Linked DNA regions of Hordeum vulgare: region 1 is linked to region 2. The links are chromatin contacts, called in public Hi-C maps. All regions are on one chromosome and are shown on one strand. The core of a region is the stretch at or near the end of the contact, and the rest is flanking DNA. Distances in the headings are between cores, read along the strand shown.

Region 1 (6,876 bases), core at 1,623-4,122, 320 kb before region 2:
TTGACCCAACATAACCTAAAAAGACCATACAGCATCTTGTGAGTATGCTAATGTATGCTAAATCTGGTTATTCAAGATTCAGTTTAAAGATATATGTGGTATACCAGAATGGGAAAACTGCATATCATTAGCGCAGAGGAAACCTTCAAACAGGTTACTATGTCGTATTTGGTGAGCAGAAGGCCAAAAACTGAAGCACCAACGGTCTGCGACACCAAAATGGTTATGCATGTTATGCAACTATAATTTCCACTCGAAATAGATTGCATGCTGTGATTAAAGTACAGAATAATAAGACAACAAGATCCACCAAACAGACAATCTTGTCATCTTCCTAAGTCTTCATAAATTCAAAAAGATGCAAGCTCTATATCGTGACTTAGGAGTATCTCACCTCACAAAGAAGATCAAGTCGATTAAGCATGGCATTAGCTTGAGCTAATGCAACAGGCCTGTTTGTTCCTGCTAACTTCATAGAGAAAGAAGAACAGTGAGGCAGACAGTTGGACAAAACCAACAAGAAAACATGCTATTTTTAATTCATAAGTGTTTCTTACAATGACAAGTTTTCTGTTGCTAAATCGCTAACACTTGCTATTTTAGGAATGGAATGCATTTCATTGAAAAGAATAGGAAAGAATCCACAAAACAAAATGTGGATTAGCAACCATACCAGCACAACCCAGTCCCTCTCCATGGAAACTCCCAGGGCCAATCCTGCAAGCCTTTCAACGGCTCCGGCTATCACTAGCACAATGAACCAAGGCCTGAGAAGCAAATCTGATGTAGAAGTACGGCCCGCGTTTTTGAGAGCATATATGACCATTGCAGCTGATACTAACTGAGTGGCCACCTGCATAGTCGGGTTGAGAAGAAAACTGGCATAAAGTATTTTATATTGTGCATAAAATTATAATCTAGAGCAATCTATTTTCTTCGCCCATAATATAAGAAAGCAGAGAAAATAAAGCAAGTACCTGGACAGCATTCAATCCTGTGTACATGGGTATTCGTGGGAAATGATCCATAAGTTTGCCAACTATAGGAGCCCCAAGAAATACTGAGAGCTGGAAATCATAAAATAATTTAGATGGTTGATTCTACTAACATCTCTTGAATTTAGCACAGCGATGGGTACCTTTCCGAAGAAACCAACAATAGCCACAGGCAATAGGCTTGGATGAAGAATTGCCAGGGCAGCAGGCCAAGCAAAATTCCAGAGTTGTTCCACAAGGTTACCAAACAAGTAGCTAGCATAGAGAGCTGCATACATGATGTTAAAGGGGTATTAAGTTCCATGATATATGGATTGTCGGGAGGCTTGCCCATCAGTTATTTTTATTTATTTTCTAAAAAGATTTTAAAAAATCACTAGGGGTAGGTATGCCTGCTTGTCACATGCTAGGAGTTGAAAACTGAAAACATTAATTATCTGCAAATTATCAAATATTACAATAGCCGATACTTTGGTTAATGAACCCATATTTCAACAACATTGTTAACTATTAACTGCATGGCTTAGCGCGTAAAGTGTAAACAGTATATAAAGATAATCCAACTGTGGTGCCATGAAAATGCCTTTACCATATAGTCCAGCAGGGTGAGCTGGAGTGGCGGCCAATGTTTGTTGCTCTCCTTCAGATAAGACCTGAATTTTGAACAGACTGTCAGAAGAAGGCAAAACAAAACTATTTGACGAAGACCATGGTGGAGGAAAGAAAATCCATACCGGCAGCTCCTCAAAATCAGCATGGTGCTGAGTACTATCATGTGGTGGAAAAGGACTAGAATCTAGAACATCTCCTAGGATATTGACAACTGGAATAGAGCAGCCTGGCGGTAATGATGGATGATCATCGAAAGCCGACTCTTCCTTATTTACATTGCTAACATCAACCTCAACATTTGCTATGTAACACCTTTGAACAAAATTGTTTGACCTGGAAAAATACTAACATGTTAGTTGAAAATTGAAACACTGCAACTCAAGAACAAAAGCAACGTCAATCCACTAGCTTGGCATACATCAACCTATTAATTTTTTGCCAATTCAGTTGTGGATGATCTGAAATATAACATATGAATCAGCACGCATGCTCAAGCAAAAACATACTGACAAGAAAATACTCATCACATTAACAATGTACACTCTTCCTTACAAACTCCGTTGTTGTCATTTACTAAATAATAGATTAGCCCATAGGTGAAGTGCCAACGCCACCTGCATTTGCTAGTTCCTATACCAAGCTTTCGGAGAAGCCTAAATCTGCCCTGACTTGAACTTATCTCTTGAACATCGAGAATGCCATAACAAACCAATAATCCAAAGTAGGAAACATCTGCATCCTTTCAATCCGTTCCCCGGCTAAATATTTTCATGCTAAACTTCCGCGTGTAATTCGCGTCAAGCGTACATAAAACCAAGCTTATCAACCCTCCAGAGCACATTAAACAATTTCAAACGCAAAGCGGCCAGCAAGCAGTCACCTGAGCGCGCTGACGCAGGGGGAGGAGGGCCTCAGGCGCAGCCTCGGCAGGCCGGTGAGATACCCGCGGACGAGCGGCGTCTGCGGCGATGAGGCGAGAAGGGCGGCAGCGGTAACCATCCCCATGGCTCCTCTGCTGCTGCTGCGGCGGCGGCGGCGCGACTACTCATGCATGCAGCCTCTCAAGGACCGGGCGCCGGCGGCGGGATTGGGCCCGGCAGGAGCTTCTGGAAGCGTGCCTTACCCCTGGCTACCTTATCCTGATGAGGTTGAGGTGGAAGAAGGGGCGGAGGAGGAGGGAGAAGAAGAAGAGAGAGAAGGGAGCGCCAAGTTGGCAACTGAGGCAGCTGGGAGAGAACGGGAAGAGGATGTGGGAGGGGATAACCGGAGGCATAATCGCCGTCCGGTTTTTAATGGAACGGGTGAGGATTTTTCTATTGCCTCTGATGTTTGTTTTCAAATGAGGTTCTTTGTGACCGGGAAGGCAGCCGCATGTCACTATTTTGAGACGCCAAATTTATTTTCCTCCCTCCGTCTATCCGGTGCTTAAAACATCAAACCACCTTCGAACAATTGAACGAACACCCGAAAAAAAGTGATACAAAAATGTCTTAAATTAGCCTTAAATAACTGGACTAGCCATATCATTTATATACCCAACTTAAATTTAGAATGGGTGTGCGACAATCGGGCGGCGTAGGACCTGAGAGCCTGACCCAACAAAAAATGCATCAAATTCCCTCCCGTGACCTATCCGATTTCATTTGTTCCTCTCCTTTCTTCTGCCTCCTCCGCGTCGGATGTCTCCTAACTTTGCTGTCGTTATTAGCCTCAGTGCCGCCAGCACCGGCGCAACATTCCTCCCATCCATGCTCGTCGTCGCGGACATTGTCGTCGGCTCGGACGCCACCGTGCTACGTGTGCCAACTCTCAAATCGCACCTTGCCCTCTTTGTGTTCGGCACATTGTCCGACTAGTTTTTTGGTGATTTTCCCATAGGCAGAACGATGGATTCCGGTTCATCGAACAAACAGTATGGACCGACGGAGATTGATGAAATGGTTCAAAATGAGGCATTTGATTTATCGAATTCATACGATGAAGTCGAAATGGTCATGCTCATGAACATCCAACAGGAAATGGACGGGAGGTGGAGCACATTCTCAACTTCAAATGCTCGGTAAAAGGGAGAAGAGTTATTAATCGGGATAGGGTCTCTGGAGCATGGATGTTGTACAAGGACTACTTTGCTCCAAACCCAACTACCCCGGATGGTACATGGTTTCGTCGTCGTCTATGTATGTGCAAACCATTGTTTTTGCGAGTTATGAAGGGAGTGGAGGCACACGATGACTACTTAAAGCTCACGAGGGATTGCTGCACAGAACTTTCATTCTCTGCTAAGCAGAAATGCACGACTGCTCTGAGGATTCTTGCATTTGGTACTTCCTTACACGTCGTTGGTGACATGGTCCGGATGAGGGAGAGCACATGCCTCAAATCTACTTTGAGGTTTGCCCTCACCATGGTGTAGGTGTTTGGAGGAGAGTATCCGAGAGAACCAACTTTGCATGACGCATAAAAGTTATTGGCTATTGGAGAGGCAAGATGATAGAGGTGAAGGTGCCCCGTCTTTCGATGAGATGGTGACTATTATTTTTGGTGGAGTGGACTTTGACGATCTGACTGCGAACGTGCGAGGACACCGTGCCTTAGCAATCGCTAAACCAAAATTTATGGAAGGGCATCTTGTATATTTTGTCCATGTCCTTGTTGTTGGAAATATGCCCTAGAGGTAGTAACAAAATAGTTATTATTATATTTCTTTGTTCAAGATAATCGTTTAATATCCATGCTAGAATTGTATTGATTGGAAACTCAAAATACATGTGTGGATACATAGGCAACACACTGTCTCTAGTAAGCCTCTAATGGACTAGCTTGTTGGTCAAAGATGGTCAAGGTTTCGTGGTCATAGACAAGAGTTGTCCTTTGATAACGGCATCACATCATCAGAAGAATGATGTGATGGACAAGACCCAAACTATGAACATAGCATATGATCATGTCAGTTTATTGATATTGTTTTTTGCATGTCGAGTATCTGTTCCTATGACCATGAGATCATGCAACTCCCAGACACTGGAGGAATGCCTTATGTGTATCAAACGTCACAATGTAACTGGGTGACTATAAAGGTGCTCTACAGGTATCTCCAAAGGTGTCTGTTGGGTTGGCATGAATCGAGAATGGGATTTGTCACTCTGTATGACAGAGAGGTATCTCTAGGGCCCACTCGGTAATACAACATCACAATGAGCTTGAAAGCAATGTGACTAAAGAGTTCGTCACATGATCTTGTATTACGGAACGAGTAAAGAGACTTGCTGGTAACGAGACTGGACTAGGTATGGAGATACCAACGATCAAATCTCGGGCAAGTAACATACCGATGGACAAAGGGGACAACATACGGGATTAACTGAATCCTCAACATCAAGGTTCAACCGATAAAGATCTTCGTAGAATATGTAGGAGCCAATATGGGCATCCAGGTCCCGCTGTTCGTTATTGACCGGAGAGTGTCTCGGTCATGTCTGCATAGTTCTCGAACCCGCAGGGTGTGCACACTTAAGGTTCGGTGACGTTTCGGTATAGTTGAATTATGTTGGTAACCGAAGGTTGTTCACAATCCCGGATGAGATCCCGGACGTCGCGAGGAGTTCTAGAGTGATCCAAAGACGAAGATTGATACATAGGAAAGAGGTATATGGGTTCCGGAAAGGTTTCAGGTACTACCGATAAAGTACCGGGAGTGACGAATGGGCTCCGGGTGTTAACCAGGAGGGGCCACCCACCCCGGAGGGCCACATAGGCCCAAGAGGTGGCGCGCCAGCCCCTGGTGGGATGGGAGGCTAGCCCCATGGGCCTATGCGCCCGAATTAAGGAGGTGGGGAGGAACTGACTAGGAGGAGGAGTCCTCCTAATGCCTCCACCAAACCGAATTGGAGGAGGAGGACTCCTCCTCTTGTGCGCCGCCGGCCAACCCTAGAGATTTTCCCTAGGGCGCCACCTCTTGCCTCCCTCCTATATATATATATATATATATATAGTGGAGAGGAGAGAGGCAGCCGACCCCAAGCCACGGCGCAGCTCTCTCTCCCTCCACTAGTTCGTCCACCTATAGTTTGATTTGGTAGTGCACGACGAAGCCTTGCCAGATCAGCTCCACCAACACCGCCACCATGTTGTCGTGTTGTTGGAGAATTCATCTACCTCTCTGCTCCATCTTGCTGGATCAAGAAGGCAGAGATCGTCATTGATGTGTACGTGTGCTGAACACGGAGGTGTCTTCCGTTCGGCGCTAGATCGTGATTGGGTCGCGGGATGGCTTGCGATTTGGATCGCGAAGATGTTCGACTACATCAACCGCGTTTCTTAACGCTTCCTGCTTAGCGGTCTACAAGGGTATGTGGATCTGATCTCTCCTCTCGTAGATTGCTATCATCATGGATAGATCTTGTATGTGCGTAGGAAATTTTTTGTTTCCCATGCAACGTTCCCCAACAGTGGCATCCTGAGCTAGGTCTATGCGTAGATGACATCTCGAGTAGAACACAAAGGATTTTGTGGGCGTTGATATTCAGACTGCTGCCCTCCTTAGTCTTTTCTTGATTCAACAGTATTGTGGGATGAAGCGGCCCGGACCAACCTTACTCGTCCGCGTACGAGCCGGTTCCACCGATAGACATGTAACTTGTTACATAAAGATGGCTGATGGGTGTCTGTCTCTCCTACTTTAGTTGAATCAGATTCAACACACGCGGTACTTGTAGAAGATTAAATAGCAACTTGCATATCACCATTGTGGTTTTTGCATAGGTAAGGAGTGTTCTTGCTAGATACCCATAGTAGCCACATAAAACATGCAACAACAAATTAGAGGATGTCTACTTGTTTTTGCAGGCTATGTTGTGATATGATATGGCCAATGACATGATGTGATATATTTGATGTATGGGATGATCATGTTGTAATAGTTAATATCGACTTGCATGCCGATGCTACGGCAACCGATAGGAGCCATAGGGTTGTCTTTAATTTTTTAGCGTTTACCGATCATTTACTTTATCGCTAAATCAGTAGCAATAGTAGTACAAGCATAGATGGCGCGACAACCTTGATGGCAGCATAATGATGGAGATCATGGTGTGGTGTCGGTGACAATGGAGATCATGCCCGACTTGGATTGGGTGAATGCCATGCATGAAGAGCTACACAACTTCGAGACGAATGAAGTTTGGACACTCGTGGAGAAACCCAATGTCACACCCTCTTTTTGCACCACTTTGCCGCTATTGTTTTCTTTTTAAAATTTGGAATAAATTAA
Region 2 (6,789 bases), core at 3,208-5,707:
GACGACGAGGCTCATTGGCATCAATGGCCCAAGGGATAAACTCATCAAGTTGCTAACAGAAGGGGAATGTGCAACGGCGCAACAGCTAAAGGTGGTGTCCATTGTTGGGTCTGGCGGCCTTGGAAAGACTACTCTTGCTAATCAAGTGTACCAGAAGCTCGAAGGGCAATTTGAATATCAAGCTTTTGTGTCGGTGTCCCAAAAACCTGACCTAAAGAAGATTTTGAGAAATATACTTTCTCAGATCTGCTGGCAAGAGTGCACCAGCAATCAAGCATGGAATGAGCAGCAACTCATCAACACAATAAGACAGTTCCTCAAGCATAAAAGGTATGCAACCTTATTTACTCATGACAATCTTATTTTGGTCTAATATGCATGTGGTGTCATCACTAATTTATTATACATATGTATGAACATCAACTTTATCCGTAGGATAATATATGTACACTTTGCTTACTACTGCTTCATCAGTTGTAGCTTTAGGAATACATGTTTTAACTTGTAAAGTTTGTGATAGGTACTTCATAGTAATCGATGATATATGGGGCACACCAGTATGGAGAGCAATCAAATGTGCTTTTCCTGAAAATAGTTCATCCAGCAGAATACTTACAACAACGCGTATCATCACCGTAGCCAAGTATTGTAGCTCTCAGCACTATGATCATATGTATGAAATAAAGCCTCTTAGTGCAACTCACTCTAAGAGCTTATTTTTCAAACGAGCGTTTGGCTCTGAAGGTGGATGCCCTCTTCAACTGAGGGAAGTTTCAGATGAAATATTAAAAAAATGTGGTGGCTTGCCATTGGCAATCATTACAGTAGCTAGCTTATTGGCAAATAAAGCTAGTACCAAAGAAGAATGGCTGAGGATACGGAATTCTCTTGGTTCAGCACTTGAAAAGGATTTAGACATGGAAGAGATGAAGAAGATATTGTTCCTTAGTTACAATGATCTTCCCTACCATTTGAAGACATGTTTGCTATATCTAAGTATATTCCCTGAAGATTATGTGATCAAGAGGGATCGACTGGTAAGGAGATGGATCGCAGAAGGTTTTATCATTGTAGAAGGTGGACAGGATCTGGAGGAAGTAGGAGAAGGCTATTTCAGCGATCTTATAAACAGAAGCTTGATTGAACCAGTTGAAATCCAGTATGATGGTCGAGCTGATGCTTGCCGTGTCCATGATATGATTCTCGACCTAATTATATCCAAGTCAATTGAAGAAAATTTTGTAACCTTATCCGGTGACAAAAAACTTAACTCACTTCCATATGATAAGGTTCGTCGACTATCCCTGAACTATCATGCTCAAGAACATACTATGGTACCATCGAACATGATTGTTTCTCATGTTAGATCCCTCACTATCTTTGGATGTGCTGAAGCTGAACACATGCTTTCTCTTACAAACTTTCAATCCGTAAGAGTGTTAGATATAGAAAATAGAGAGGTGTTGGAACACAAATATCTTAAACACATAAGCAGGCTTTCTCAGCTGAAGTACCTTCGACTCAATGTTAGAAGAATCACTGCACTTCCTGAACAACTTGGAGAGTTGCAGAATTTACAGACCTTAGACTTAAGATGGTCATGGGTAAAGAAGTTGCCAGCTAGTATTGTTCAACTGCAGCAACTGACATGCCTTTTAGTTAACAGTGCAGAGTTGCCCGAAGGGATTGGGAATATGCGAGCTCTACGGGAATTATCAGAGATTGAAATCAACCAGAAGACCTGTCTGACCTCTTTGCTGGAGCTGGGCAGTCTGACCAAACTAAGAATACTTGAGCTGAACCTGAATTGGCACATAAGTAGTACAAACAGTGGCATGAAAGCTCGTGAAGATAACTTGGTCATGTCCCTCTGCAAACTAGGCATGCTCAACCTTCGTTCCATACAAATTCAGAGCTACCATTCTTGTTCCCTTGATTTCCTAATTGACTCTTGGTTTCCTCCTCCTCATCTACTCCAGAGATTTGAGATGTCCATTAACTACTATTTCCCCATAATCCCAAAGTGGGTAGCCTCACTTGAGCACCTCTCTTACCTAGGCATCTATGTCAATCCAGTGGACGAGGAAACATTCCGAGTCCTTGGTAACCTGCCCTCTCTATTATTTCTCTGGATAACTTCAAGAACAGCAAGACCTATAGAAAGGATCATTATCAACAATAATGGATTCCGATACCTGAAAGAATTCTACTTCACTTGCTGGGACAGCAGGACAGGGCTGATGTTTGAAGCAGGAGCCATGCCGGAGCTTGAGAACCTCCGGGTTCCATTTAATGCGCATGGTGTGTTCCCTTTGAGTGGTGATCTTGATTTCGGCATCCAGAATCTGTATTCGCTCAAGCATCTCCACATCGAGATAGTTTGTTATGGCGCAAACATTAGGGAGGTGGAGGCCTTGGAGCATGCTGTCAAGAATGCGGCTGGCTGTCTTTCAGATGAGCTCACTCTGGAAGTGAGTAGATGGGATGAAGAAGAGATTGTTAAGGATGGGGAGCATAAACTGGTAGAGGAGGAGGTTGATGCTGACAATTGAGTGTGTAACACATCATTGAGGTACTACTATTCATTTTCACATGCCACAACTGCTGTATATTTCAGTTATATTACTGTTTGGGTATTTATTAGAGGAGTACAGACTGGATTAGGAATGTAAGATGAGCATGAAAAACACACATTTTTTGGTGCTTACATTTGGATACATTTATGTTCGGGATCCTTGATCTTCCATCCTTACCTCTTGGATATTTTGCAGCTTTCTTGCCAATGAAGCCTGCTAGTTTCATAGAATAGTGTATTTTTTTTTACTTCTGCATTTGACTACTTTTGCATGGAGAAATACACACTGATGAACCTGCACAATTTATATATGGATTGCTGCCATATGAAATCTTAAATAAATATAGATTGATTCTTTGTTAATTACTGTTTCAGATTCAATGCAATTTTTAATTCATTGAGAAATCAGATCGGTGGCTGCTACTTGTGCATCATATGTATCTTTTCTTCTTCTTCTGAGAAACCTCATCATAGTATGTCTTCCCACTTCGGGCTTGTTCGGTTGGTGGGGAAACGGAGGGGATTTGGCAGGGATTGGTGGGGATTACGTCCGCTACAAGTCAAAATCCCCTCTAATCCCTTTGAAAGGGGGTGTAACCGAACAAAGCCTTCCTGAATGGTGCAAGGATTGTCCGCAATCAGACGGTTTAGTAAGCTATCACGGGATTGCTTTGATGTTGGTGCTACTAGTGTTTTATCAGTATTTTGTCTTCCCATTCATTCATTATCCACACACATCTTTTCCACCACTTGATGTTACATTCTGCTACTGCCAATTTAAGTAAGATCTTATCATTACTAGTTGATTCATAGTAAAATTTCATCGTTCTCAGTCTGCCGGTTATTCATGGTATTGTTAGGAAACAAATTCTCACTTAGCCTAGTTTCATCTGCAGGGTTCATGAAGGGCATTCATTCTGAGACGCTGAAACTCGCTGCGCCGTTGCCATGATTTCCATGGGAATGCTCGAAGACCCCATCTGGAACACTGGAAGTTGCTCCTACATCTGCGGGAAAATGGACCGATTGATGCGAAACGTAAATGGCCTGTAATTCCAGTTCTGTTCTTTTGGTTGGGATGGGTTGGCGGAAACCCTTGTCGACTTCCAGTTCCATCTCATAACATTAACTCATGCTAGAGTTTGAACATGATAACATTAGTTTTGTAACAGCCTTGTTATTTCCGAGACTTTAATGACTACGTACAATTTTATACTTACCCAGTGGAAACTACTATTAATTACTCCCTCTGTATCTAAATAATTGTAGTTAGTGAGAACTAGAGTCTAGTTTTCTCCAACTACAATTATTTAGGTACAGAGGGAGTACATGACGTATACATACCCCTTGATGATTGTATGCAACCCAATAACATGAAAACGGAGGGAAATATTCCACTGATCAATCATTCTATTTGCGTTTCAACCATAGCAAAACAATAGCCTGCCATCAATGAAGTTTTTCTTTAGCGAACAGACAACATAATTTTACCATTTTTAAAATAAATTTATTTTTTAAGTTATTATCATTAGAACGAAGGTTACATAGCTGGATCCATTGCTAATCCAGACACAAATTACAATTCAAATGTGTTAAAAATTACAATTCAAACTTCTCTAGCAAAAAATAAAATTCAAACTGTAATTTCAATGGATAGATTTGCAATGGTAAGCAAAATGGGCCAGCGGCCGCGCTACCCAACGAGACAGAAGCATATCAGTGGCCGGGGCACCCAATGAGACGATAATATAGGATATCAGTGGCCGGGCCACCCAATGAGACGATAATATGGGCCTAAGAGAGCCGTGCGTTGGTACCTCTGTAAGCCCAAGACGGCCCAGTGAGGGAGCGCACACTTACAACTCGACGCGACGAGTGGAGGTTGAAGGCAAAAGGGAGAAGAGAACACCACAACCTCGGCCGCAAGGAAGGAGACAGGAAGGCATCAGCTGCGGCGGCGAAGATGGTGAAGGCGCGGATGACGACGGCGGACGTGGCGGCGGAGGTCAAGTGCCTCCGCCGCCTCATCGGCATGCGCCTCTCCAACGTCTACGACATCACCCCCAAGGTTGGTCGTCCAGTCCCCGCGCCGCATCGCCGTTCCTTCCTCTCCCTGCTCTTCCGCCCGCGTCAAACCCTAGGTTACGGAAGACTAGCGGCATACCCGGCCTCCCGGGGAGGCGAGTAGATACGGCGCACGACGATCAGGTTGGGAGGCTTGTGTAGGTTTAGATACGTGGCTTGGTTGGTTATGCTCTGATTTGGCGGTACTTGGATTGGTACTGGAAAGCTTTGTGTAGTTCATTTTAGCACTGGGTTCACTAGGTTTCAACAAACGAATTACTCTATTTGGTAAGGAATCTGAACAAACAGTTCGGGGTAGGATTGCTTACCTGATGGTGATTCTGCACTGATGGCGATTCTGGGTGCCGTGAGGTTGCCTTGTGTTGGATGTGTAAATATTTGATTGTCTTGGTCTCTGAAAATTCTGTTGTCAAAATTTCCAAATTGGGTAGATTCGCCGTGCTATTTGCCGCCAGGAAGGTGAGTAGAGGTAGATGCGGCACACGGCGATCAGGTTGGGAGGCTTGCGTAGTTTTCTACGTGGCTTCCCGGGGGGCTATGCTCTGACTTGGCAGAACTTGGATTGGTACCAGAATGCTTTGTGTAGTCCACTTTAGCACTGGTACGACTAGGTTCCAACAAACAAATTACTGTATTTAGAAAGGAAATGGGACAAACAGTTGGGGGTAGGGTTGCTGCCCTGATGATGATTCCACAGTTCTGTGAGGTTGCCTTGTGTTGGATTGTGAAAATATTTGATTGTCTTAGTCTCTGAAATTTCTGTTTTGAAAATCACCAAATTGGTTACTCATGGTGCTATAGGCTGACTGTCGTGTTAAATGACTGCTGGTACACATTTCATGCAATTCATTGGGATATTAGATTGCTGTGTTGTCTTCTGCTTTTAGAGGACCAATGTTTTCTTTTTTTAATATATGCTGTTTCCACGGAGGAACTGCTGGCATTCCAGTGCATCATCTCCTTTTCTGGAATAAATTTGCTTTTGGCGGACCAGATGTTCTTTTTAAACTTTCTGTTTCCACCAAGAAACTGCTGGAAATCCAGTGCACCATCTCCCTTCTAGTGGAATGCATTCAAGCTCTAGCAATCTTGCATGCCGTATCTGCTTTTGATATGTACTAGGTGATGTTTTACATAAGCCTTTTTGTGCTTGTACAGACTTATCTTTTCAAGCTGATGAACAGCAGTGGAATCACCGAGTCAGGGGAGAGTGAGAAGGTTTTGTTGCTGATGGAAAGTGGTGTCAGGCTGCACACCACTCAATATGTTCGGTGAGATGCTGCTGACCGTTGTTGGTATATATTTATCTGATGTCACTGTTTCAGAACATTAATGTACAAATCTCCTTTTGTCCCTATTTTTCAGTGATAAGAGCACCACACCTTCTGGGTTCACTCTCAAGCTGCGGAAACATGTTCGTGGCAAGAGGCTTGAAGATGTTCGTATGCTGGGATATGATAGGGTACTCCTCACATTTCATTTGCTCTTGAATATCCTTTGAAGACAGCGGAATTGTACTTGCTGAGGGTTCAGCCGTTTAATGATGTCTTGGTTTGAACTGCAGATGATCCTCTTTCAATTTGGACTTGGCAGTAATGCACATTTTATAATTCTTGAGCTGTATGCACAAGGAAATATCATTCTCACAGATTCGGAATACACAGTGATGACACTACTACGTTCTCACAGGTTATTGTCTAATTCGTGCAGTACTATTTTCGTTCTCATGGGCTGTTGCACAAGTGACGACTTAGGACAAGAAAACGTCGATTATACGTTTGCAATCCGAGAATTCGATTATTCTCTTAAATTCTTAAGCTTACTATTTGTTTATTTTACTTATCTTCTACTGTAAAACTTCCAGAGATGACAACAAAGGATTGGCTATCATGTCACGGCATCGCTATCCAGTAGAAGCCTGCCGTACCTTTGAAAGGACTGACTTTACAAAGTTAAAAGACACACTGAAGCTGTCTAATACAGTCGATGATAAAGAATCTTCCCAAGTTACACCTAGTTCAGCTGATGCTCAGCAGCCTTCTGAATCCGCCAATGATGGAGTGCCTGCTACCGATAAATTGGAAGAGCCAGCTAATAGAACAGGAAAGAAGTCTGCTGCAAAAATTAAG

Evidence for each region. Hi-C and Micro-C count contacts between places; a contact is called where the count stands out from the background.
Region 1: a contact with region 2 is called in a Hi-C map of leaf, with 4 times the contacts expected there. The contact joins the promoter of LOC123453186 here to the promoter of LOC123451875 in region 2. A contact is called at or near these places in 2 of 6 Hi-C or Micro-C datasets (leaf and seedling) and 1 of 1 datasets of contacts at active chromatin or transcription factors (embryo).

Annotation. Positions count from the first base shown.
Region 1 is chr5H:104,609,975-104,616,850 of MorexV3_pseudomolecules_assembly, reverse strand. LOC123453186 (solute carrier family 40 member 2, chloroplastic) reads right to left here and starts at 2,872. Exons shown (of 14, transcript XM_045129961.1): 1 at 2,488-2,872; 2 at 1,730-1,940; 3 at 1,585-1,648; 4 at 1,139-1,263; 5 at 978-1,067; 6 at 674-853; 7 at 395-469; 8 at 105-206; 9 at 1-15. The coding sequence starts at 2,612.
Region 2 is chr5H:104,289,904-104,296,692 of MorexV3_pseudomolecules_assembly, reverse strand. LOC123451875 (nuclear export mediator factor Nemf) reads left to right here and starts at 4,457. Exons shown (of 14, transcript XM_045128422.1): 1 at 4,457-4,643; 2 at 5,819-5,931; 3 at 6,026-6,122; 4 at 6,225-6,349; 5 at 6,525-6,789. The coding sequence starts at 4,539. LOC123451877 (disease resistance protein PIK6-NP-like) reads left to right here. Exons shown (of 5, transcript XM_045128425.1): 4 at 1-330; 5 at 521-2,570. The coding sequence ends at 2,552.